Regions from separate parts of the Mus musculus genome. Here region 2 is linked to region 1. Evidence: chromatin contacts called from public Hi-C data. All regions are on one chromosome and are shown on one strand. The core of a region is the stretch at or near the end of the contact, and the rest is flanking DNA. Distances in the headings are between cores, read along the strand shown.

Evidence for each region. Hi-C and Micro-C count contacts between places; a contact is called where the count stands out from the background.
Region 2: a Hi-C map of muscle stem cells shows a contact between it and region 1, with 2.0 times the contacts expected there. The contact joins the promoter of Tmem231 here to the promoter of Bcar1 in region 1. A contact is called at or near these places in 5 of 484 Hi-C or Micro-C datasets (LSK cells, embryonic stem cells, muscle stem cells and 1 more), 8 of 115 datasets of contacts at active chromatin or transcription factors (effector CD8 T cells, embryonic stem cells, epiblast stem cells and 4 more) and 3 of 9 other capture datasets (adipose tissue, liver and macrophages).

What each region holds. Positions count from the first base shown.
Region 1 is chr8:111,740,282-111,745,115 of GRCm38.p6, reverse strand. Bcar1 (breast cancer anti-estrogen resistance 1) reads left to right here and starts at 1,267. Exons shown (of 7, transcript NM_009954.3): 1 at 1,267-1,427. The coding sequence starts at 1,416. It overlaps Gm51589 (a long non-coding RNA gene), which reads right to left and starts at 3,470. Exons shown (of 3, transcript XR_003947596.1): 1 at 2,949-3,470; 2 at 2,008-2,501.
Region 2 is chr8:111,931,942-111,937,110 of GRCm38.p6, reverse strand. Tmem231 (transmembrane protein 231) reads left to right here and starts at 3,298. Exons shown (of 7, transcript NM_001033321.2): 1 at 3,298-3,483; 2 at 3,582-3,751. The coding sequence starts at 3,345.

The DNA of each region.
Region 1 (4,834 bases), core at 18-2,517:
AGGCAGGTACATGGTATGCACACATGGATGCACAAACACTCACACACGCAAAATAAAATAAACCAGGCGAGGAGGACGGGGAAAAGGAGGGGGGAGTAGGAAGAAGAGGAGGAAAAAATGGAGGAGGAGGAAAGGAAGGTGGTGGTGGGGGTGGTGGTAGAGAAGGAGGAGAAGGAGGAGGAGGAGGGGGAAGAGGAGGAAGAGGAGGAGGAGGAGGAGGAGGCAGCAGCTTCGGGTCACAGCAGCCTTGTCCCCAAGTACTATATACTAGCTAGCTGAAGCTCTCGCCCTCTCGAGGTCCTCTCAGGAGGGAAGGCTGCTGCCAATCAGCTTTTCGGAACAGGTTCCCTTAGGAAAGCAGTAGGCTCCTAGACAAAGCAAAGCCATAGAATCCATCTCCCACTTGATGTAGGTTTGCACTCTCCTTCTCAGGCCGTGGCAGCCATTAATTACCCTGGGTCTGGCCTTACCCAGGAAGAGGTCCCATGGAGCAGTGACAGGTTATATGTGGTTGGGCAGCAGGACAGACCCCTGGGTCTTATGCCCTTGGTAGCTGATGGAGCTCAGAGCCTCAGTGTACTGAGAGGGAAGGTGAAAGAAGCGAGGGCGTGGCAGTCGGAAGACCGTGTGCCCACTGCTTGCAGGTGCATGTTTGGGCATCATACCAAGTGTGAAACAGCTGAAGAAATTAGGGGTGATTAACATGGAAGAAAGGAAGACCTGAAGGCCTGCTTGTCTTCCAGCCTTGGGCAGGAGGGCCCATTATGGGTCCCTCCCTAAAAGCCACTCTAGATTTTATTTTCAGGGGGATCCAGTGTTAATCAGGCTGCTTCCTGGGGGTCTGGGGCTCCCTGGGGGGATGGAGTGGGCTTTGGCGGAGACCTAAGCTCATTCTCAGCTGGGCTCGGAGGGCAGAGGAATTCTGGTGTAGTGCTAGGCTGATCTAAGATCGCCTTCAGCCAGTCTAAACTGCTCCCAAAGTAGGGTTGTAGGAGCCTTGGGACCCGCACTGAGGGACGTGATGTGAGGGGGTGGGGGTTCTGGATTCCAGAACCGGGTGGGCGGACCGGATGGGATTGTCTAATAATAAGTCTGGAGGTAGCCTTTGGAAGGACGTGCAAGGTGTGGGAACCCAGCCTCCTCGACCAGTTGTGCCGACAGAAAAAATCCCGGGGTCCCGGGTCCTTGCCTTTAACGCGGCCCGCGGCGGAGCAGGCGGGAGGGGGAGGGGCGGTGCGGGCAGCGCATGCGCGGCGCGGGGGGAGCGGCCGGACTGTCCGGTGGCGGCGGAAAGCAGCCGGCAGGACAGCGGAGAACGCCGGGACCCCGCGCCGGGGGCTGTGAGCGGCGCGGGCCCACCGAGCCCGAGCTAGCCCGCGCCGCTGCTGCAGGGCTCCGGGGGGGCGGCGGCCAAGATGACCGTGCCGGTGAGTGCTGACCGCCTGAGAACCCCGCGCCCCCTACCGCAGGCCTGGGCCATCGGGGGTCGCCGGAGGTTCTTTTCAGGCCGAGGTGGGGGTCAGGGTGGGGGCGCTGCCCCAGAGCCGGCTTCTCAGACCCGGCTTTTCCAGCCTCTTCCAGGACAGCGGACTAGGACGGGGGGGGGGGCGTACTGGCCCCGCGGGGAGCACCCCGGCACGGCTGGGTTGGGCAGGGGGTGTTTGGGAGCCTCTTGAGAGCCTCTGGGACTAGTGGGCCCGGTGGGGTCCGTGCTTTTTCCCTATCTCCTACCAGAGTGGTCAGGCCTACGGAGAAGAGGGCTCTGTCACTCCTTAGAAGCCCATGGCCAGGTCAGCTGCGCCGAATGAAGGGTGGGAAGGTCTCTACTGTTCCCCAGAAAACTCCCTAGGAGGGCTGCCCTATTGTGCTGTCGGGTCTCTACCCGGATGGCCAGGAGTGGGGCGGGGTCTGTTTTGTCCCCGGAGACACCCTTACCCCAGAATGGTTGGCTTGGCTGGCTGTTGGAAAATAGCGTACCTCCCCCCTACCTCTGGTTTGTACACTCACTTTGTGGGAAGTTTTGTTGGTCCATTGAACCCCAGGACCTTCCGACTAGCAGCTCCTTTCTGTAGGGGCTTCCCCGTTTGCTTGACATCCCATCCCGGTCCTCTGTCTTCCTGATCCACCAGGCAGACTTGAGCAGCCCTTGGGCCAGTCCTTAACACTTGGGTCTCCTCCTGAGGTCTCCATTGATTATTCTATGGACTCAGGTACAGGCATTAACCCACTTTACAGATGGACAAACAGAGGTGTGAAACCACACCTTCATCCTGTCAGCCCTGGAGTAATGGCCTACAGCCACCGTTTCTCTGCTGACTCAAGCATTTTTCCCGATGACAGGAAGGGGCAATGGACCAGAGCCATGCCTAGCCTGGCCTGGCCTTATGCTGGAACTGCTCTTCATCCACTCAGGGGACTGGGTTCTCTCCGTGATGCAGACAGTCAAGCGTCCTGGCAGGGCAAGTGGCCTCTTAATTAACCACCGTAGGGTACAGAGATTCCTGGAGAAGAGAGGGTTCTGTAAGCGCAAAGCATTGTTATTACAGAATTAGAGAGCTCAGCTCCTGCCCGCCCCTAGAAGCGGTAATGCTGAGTTACAGATGAAAAAATTAGGGCTTCCAGGCAGTGCTAATGGGAGCCCCCCACCCCCATCTCTTCTGGTTCAAAGCATAATTGTCTCATCTCTAGGAAGAGAGAGCAAGCCTGCCAAGCCTCTCTCCTCTGTTGTGCTCTTGCTGTTCTGCAGAGCTCAGAGTTTTCTCTGGCTTGGGGCATAGGGCACCAGCCAGCTCCGCCCCTGTGGACACTGGTCAGAAAAACAAGGCAGACCTGCTGAGTGTGCTGGAGGGCCAGGGTCCCCAAGGCAGTAATGACCATGGAGTACCCCTCTGGACAGGCCTCTGATTAGGAGGGCCAAGATTGGTTTAGTAGTCCATGCAGGCCCTTACCTCACAAGATTTCAGGTCATGGCTCTCTGCTCTGTGCCGCAGTGGCACCGTCTGTAACTAGAGAGGATAAGGGGGTTTGGTGAAACTTGCACAGATAAGAATCACTGTGAAGAAGTGAAGGTCTGTCCCCACCAAGATCCACTCCGTCTGATGTATCTCCCATTCGCTTGTAGCCACAGCCCTCAGTAATCTGCATGGTGTGTAGCTAGGCTGCCAGTCCATTGTCCTCTCCCCTGGGACTTTGAGAGTATGTGAGGTTGTGGGGCTATGGAGAAAGTTCATTTCTGAAGCAGAAAACAGCTTTCATTTGCTGGGAGCCCTGGTGAGCTTCTAGAAAGATTTGCCTGCTCTGGGAGCCCAGAATGGTGACTGGCCATGTGGTACTTAGGGACACATTTGAGTTTTATGCAACACCCATTCATTTGGGCAGTCTTTTCCTGGCTAGAGCTGACGCAGGCACTTTGGCCCACAGAAATTACAAGATGCTAACAGCCGGCGATGGGAGATGACGATGGCAGAGAGAACTTGGGGCGGACGAGGTTGAGTTGATGTGGTTTCCTGGATATCCAAGTAGGATCTGAATAGGGTTTTGTTTTAGTTTTTTGAGATAAGATCTCATTGTATAGCCCTGAATAGCCTGGAATTTACTCTGTAGACCAGGCTGGCCTTGAATTAATACAGAAATCCATCTGCCTGCGCCTCCTCCAAGTGTTGGTCTAAAAGGTGTGCACTACCACTCCAGCTGTGCCAGGGGTCTTAGCTCTGTTATTTGACCCCCATGGGATATAAGGTTCAGAGGGAGGGAGGAACCATGACAGCCCTGGCTGCCAGCTTATGCTCTCTCCTCTGCTGAGAGCAGAGGTACCTGGGCAGTACCTGGCTACTCATTTCCTGGCTTCCTCTGACGTCCGCCTTCCTTCTGGGCATGGCTGGCCAGTGCCACAGGCCTATCAGGCAGTCTGACCTAGCTTGAAGTTTGCACTTGAAAATGACTGTTGCCATGCCAGACCCACGTTCACAAGTGACGAGAGGTTGGCTGCCCTGTTTCAGTAAGGTGACGAGCAAGTCCAGAGCAGAGCAGCCCCACTGCAGTATGGCTTTGCCCACTGCTGCTTTTCTGTGAAACTGGGTGGCTCTTCTAGCCTCTACCGTGCCCCTTCTCGGACGATGGGCCCTTTTAAGTAGCACAGATGCTGCCCTGTGTAAATATGTCCTATGTGCTGGGCCTGAGGGAGGACACAAGTGGCCATAGTCATGTGACCCACAGAGGTAAGGCAGGGTAGGTACCAAGCCTGACAATATTCAGTGTGGTAAAATGGCCAATGTCCTGTGTGGTCACACAGATTTCAGGGCTGCACCCCAGAGAGCTGTTGACAGCTCCCTGTGGCTTTCCAAGTACGACCTACCTACCTACCTACCTACCTACGTACTGTCTTCTCTTTTGCTATGCTAGAGAGCAAACCCAGGGTCTCTGTCGTCTCTGCAGATAGCTGTCCTGGGTTCACAGAGGCCAGGCAGCTTGCCCAGGGCTGGGCAGCAGAGTCGGTCTAGTTTTGCTTAATCTAGCAGCAGCCAGTGGAAATCAGTAGGCACTTGATTGAACCTGGATGACCCTGGGGTTCACTCTGTGCTTGAGAGAGTTGGCCAGGGAGCCAGAGATCTGAAGCAGGGCTTACAGCTGACCCGGTATCCAGCTGCAGCCTCGTAGGACAGGCACAGGGGATGGGAGAAACTGTGTCCAGGCCCTCACCTCACTCCCCAAAGCCCATGCCGTGCCTCCTCCCATTACTGTACTTTGTCCTTCTCGGCCTCCTCCTTGCAGGAACTGGTCGCAAACCTTGAACCCACTTTACCAGGCAGGTCAACCCTGCACCCACACAGCTTTC
Region 2 (5,169 bases), core at 2,049-4,548, 190 kb before region 1:
TCTCAGCCTCTGAACTGGCTGGGGTCATGCTACAGTGTTGTCTAATTGTCTTTTTCTCTTTTTAATCCTCATTCCTGCCCTGGAGAAACTGTTGACTGACTGAGCTGGTTTGGTTACACTATCCCAGTCCAAGACCTGTGTCTATCCCTTAAAAGCATGTAAGAGCTAAGTACACTTCCTAGGGAGAAACCCACTGTTCATCACCCAATAGGCAGGCACGTCCCACGACAACTATGATGAGGAGCAATGTCTTTCTGTCTTATTTGCTCAGATGGTACCTTTTTTTCTTTTGGTTCATCCTTCATTAAAGCATCCATGTGTTGGTCATTGCATTTAGCTTTCTCAAATATTCTAAGGCACTGGATGCCTTCTACATGGGGGCAGCAAACGGAGGAGGTGAGTGGAGCAGTAGGAGGTAGATCAACCATCATGGCAGACCATTAAGTCAGGCAGGATGGACTTAGGATGATGGAGACAGAGGCAGACATGGACAGTGTAAGACAGCCAGGGGCCAGCACAAAGCCAAGGAAAGAAAATACAGGCTCAAGGAAAGAACTAGGAAGTGACTAGGCAAAAGAAATGCTGGCCAGTCTTGAGGCAGGAGTGCTAACCTGACCCAAGACTCCAAGGAGGAGCTCCTGTGGTGGATACAAAAAGAACTAAGGGTTCCATTCCGTTTTGTTTGTTTGTTTGTTTGTTTGTTTGTTTGTTTGTTTGTTTTTACTGTTGGTGGTGATGCTGTTTGGATGTTTTCTTTAATTTTGTTTATGACCAAGGTCTCGTGTGTGTATCCCAGGACAATATAGCCAAGACTGGACTTGAATTCCTATGCTTGTGGTTTATACATTCATGTATGTGGATGCCTGTGCCCACGTGTATAGATGTGATGGTCACAGTAGGATATCAGGGGTCTCTCCCTACCACACATCATTTATTCCTCTGAGACAGGGTTTCTTATTGAATCTGGAGCTAGTCTAGCAGTCACCAAAAGCCCCAGCCATCCTGAAATTACAGGCACACACATCCTGATCTGGCTTTTTCCTGAGCTCCTGTTTATGCTGCCAGTGTTCTTTCCTACTGAACCAGCCTGGCTTGGATGGTTGTGCTAGTTTCATGTAGCCCAGGCTGGCCTCAGGCTTGCTTTGTAGCCAAGCTTGGCCTTAAACACCTGATCCTCCTGTCTCAGCCTTCAAAACACTAGGATTTCAGGTATGAACCCCCTACTCCCATCTGAAATACATAGTTGGAAGGAAATGACTTTATCATCTTTTGAGGCAAACTTCAGGGACAGGAGAACACAATGTAGATTGGGTTGGTCTGGGACTCACAGAAATCCACCTCCCTCTGTCTCTGCTTCTGCCTCCCCAGTGCTGGGAATAAAGGTATACACCACCACACCCAGCTAAGGCTAAACCATTTTATACTTCTAAATTCGTAACAGTCACCTCCCTGTCTCACCGGTGACTTAGCGACAGTGTATGTTTCCTTCTGTCGACTCTTTGGAGGCAAACATTCTCTTACTCAGAGAACAACCACCACAAAGAATCTACATTACATTCAGCCATTCCAAAACGGTTATTTAAGCACAGTTTTTATTTTTTAATTTAAAAATACATTTATATTTCCTATTATTATTATTATTTATTTTTTGAGACAAGGTTTTTCATTGTAGCCTTGGCTGTCCTGGAAGTCACTCTGTAGACCAGGCTGGCCTAGAACTCAGAGATCTGACTGCCTCTGTCTCCTAAACACTGGGATCAAAGCTGTGTGCCAACACCTTTATTTTAACTACATGTGTTTGGGTGTTTTGCCTGCGTGTGTGTCTATGGACCATGTGTCTGCAGTGCCCACAGAAGCTGTTGGATCCCCTAGGACTGGAGTTACAGTTGGCTCTGAGCCCCTGTGTGGGTGCTGAAAGTCAAACCTTGATCCTCTGGAAAACCGGCCTCTCCAGCTTACTTACATGTTACACTACATTTACTTATTCATTATTTGTGCATAGATGCAGATGAGCACCATGACAGGCATGTAGAGGTCAGAGGACAGCCTTTCCAGAATTAAGATAGATGGTGGGAGCTGGAGAGATGACCCAATTGTTAAGAGCACCGATTGTTCTTGCAGAGGACCTGGAGAAAGGAGAATTGAGGGCCAGCACAGGCTACATAGTAAGACCCTACTTCCAAACAGGTAAAAATCTGTCTTCCATGTTAAGATATTGGTGTTAGTATTTACCTAAGTGATCAGCTAATGCTAACTTTGGGGAAGACAGTATCAGTGTTTATAGCTAACAAAGTACAACAGAAGGAGCCATTTAGTAAAATACCCTTTAACCTTTTTTTTTTTTTTTTTTTTTCCGAGACAGGGTTTCTCTGTGTAGCCCCGGCTGTTCTGAAACTCACTTTGTAGACCAGGCTGGCCTCAAACTCAGAAATCCGCCTGCCTCTGCCTCCTGAGTGCTGGGATTAAAGGCGTGCACCACTACGCCCGGCCTTTTATTTTTTGTTTTTGTTCTAACCTTTAAATAATCAGGGGGTTTGTTTCCTGTTTTCTATCTTTCCTGCTATGGGGCATAGTGAAAGCATTAACCTTGAAGACAAAAGTACCTGGTTCTAGGACGGTGGCCTTGTTATAGGAATGTCCCGACTTCAGTATGAACCTCAATGGAGTTTTTGCATTGAAACAAAGTCTCCAGTATCTCTGGCTGGTCTCAAACTCACAATGTAGCTAAAGATGACCTTGGACTTCTGATCCTTCTGTCTTCACCTGAAGAGTTGTTAGTGTTACAGATGTGGGCCAAGGTGCCTGGTTTAATGAAGTGCTGGAGATGAACTCAGGGCTTCCTGTATAGTAGGCTAGCCCTCTACCAACTAAGCTACATCAACCATCCTTATGTCATGAGTTAATAGATGATCTATGGGGTGATGTCAACATCTATGCACGTCTGATTTTGTACAATTGACACAGACTTTGGTGAGTGAAAATATCATTACAGTTGCTTTCTTTTTTTTTTTTTTAAGATTTATTTATTATATGTAAGTACACCACTGTAGCTGTCTTCAGACATTCCGGAAGAGGGCGTCAGATCTCATTATGGATGGTTGTGAGCCACCATGTGGTTGCTGGGATTTGACTCAGGACCTTTGGAAGAGCAGTCAGCGCTCTTACCGGCTGAGCCATCTCACCAGCCCATACAGTTGCCTTCTTGAAGAGACGCGCAGGCACAGCACTAACACAGGACCCTCCTCCTGCTAGCTCCACCCCCTTCTAGAGGCCTGCATGCCTGCTATTGGTTCCTCTGCCCGCCGTCGGTTGCCGTGGAGACTCGGCGCTGCGGCCCTGCGCTCATGGCGCTGTACCATCTCTTCTCTCACCCAATCGAGCGCGCTTACCGCGCGGGGCTCTGCTCCAAGGCCGCGCTCTTCCTGCTGTTGACCACCGCGCTCACCTACATCCCCCCGCTGCTGGTGGCCTTCCGGAGCCACGGTGAGCCTGCCCGGGCCTGGAGGGCCACACGGCGCGGCCGGCGGGCCCAGGCCGGCAATCCTAACCTGGCTCCCCCCAACCCGCCTTGTCTCCCGCAGGGTTTTGGCTGAAGCGGAGCAGCTACGAGGAGCAGCCGAACGTGCGCTTCCAGCACCAAGTGCTGCTCGTGGCTCTCCTGGGGCCGGAGCCTGAAGCCTTCCTCGCCTGGAGCACGTTCCCCACCTTCAACCGGCTGCAGGGGGCTCACCTGCGCGTCCCGCTCGTGTCGGTGCGTGGTTCCCGCCCGGATCCTGGGGGTGATAGGATGGAGTGAGATCCCAGTTTGGGTCATTTGACCGGGTGTGAGAGCAGAGTCTCGTGTATCCCAGGCTTGCCTTAAACTATATAGCCAAAGTCGTCTTTCAACAACTGATACTCGGCCTTCACCTTCCCAGTGCCGGGGATTCGCTATGCAACGCCCTGCTGGGGTATATGGGGTGCTGGGAATCAAACCCAAGGCTTTGTGCTTGCATGCAAGGACTTAACCACTGAGCCACTCTCAGTCCCACAGCTTGGATCTTAAGGAGCCACGAGGGTTGGAAACAAAAGTCCCTTTGGCCTGCGCATGCTTAACTTTCTAGATAGTTTTATTCAGTTTCTCCAGGTTTCCCTAGAAAGGCAGCCGTGCAGGCACTGTGTTTGCCGGACAACAAGAGTCCAGAGCCTGTTTCTGGTGCTGGTCATTTTCTGAATGGAAAGGTGGCTGAAGAAAAAACCCCTTTGAGGGCTTGTAGGCGGAGTTCTGTACACCCCAGTACGCTGCTGAGTTTGAACATCACCAAGCTGTAAAGACAGAAAGTACCAGTGTTTTTATGCAGACTTGATGCGGGGTAGGGCGGGGCAAGCGGTGATTGGTTGAATTCTCAGGTCCTGCTCTAGCCAAGCCACGCCTGTCTGGGTTAGGCTTCTCAACTCTTTGCCACACTGCAGCTGTCTCCTGTGTAAGGGAAACATTTTACTGGCTGCAGTTTAGTGTTTACTTTCGCATAAATCAAGTGCTTCCTTACGGTCATCCCTTGCCGTTCATATAATGACATGGGCAGAGTGATGACTTTAACTAGGTGTTTGTTAGTAAATATTTTGTTTCTAACCTCCACCTGAGGCAGGATTGCCCCCCCCCTTCCCTGACCTATACAGCAAGCTCAGGGCTATTCAGTCTCAAAAGCGTAGCGCTGGCATGTAAAGTCAAAAGACAACTTGGAGGGGTCAGTTCCCTCCTGTCACTGTCCCGGGAATCCAGCTTGGATTCCCAGGGTTGGCTGCAGGAGTCTTTACCTGCTGAGCTATCTCATTACCCATCCTTGATTTTTTTTTTTTTTAATTTGCTCCAATCGTTTTACTATTAAAATTAGTAAGTGAATAAACAAAGCTTTAACTAAATCCTACAGCTTTTTTATTCTTTTTGAGATGGGTTATTGCTATGTTGCCTGCCCAAGCTGTAAGCCCAGTTCAGCCAGCTACGAAGCTGGGACTACAGACGTGAGGCCCAGACTTAAGTCATGCACGTCTGAATGCCAGTGGAAGCGTTTTGTTGAAATTTCATGCACTTAGAGAAAACAAAGCAAGCAAGTAAAGTAATTGTTAACTGCAAGGAAATAAGCCACGAGAAGACGCTAGGAAGGATGCGCAGTCAAGGTTGCGAACCGG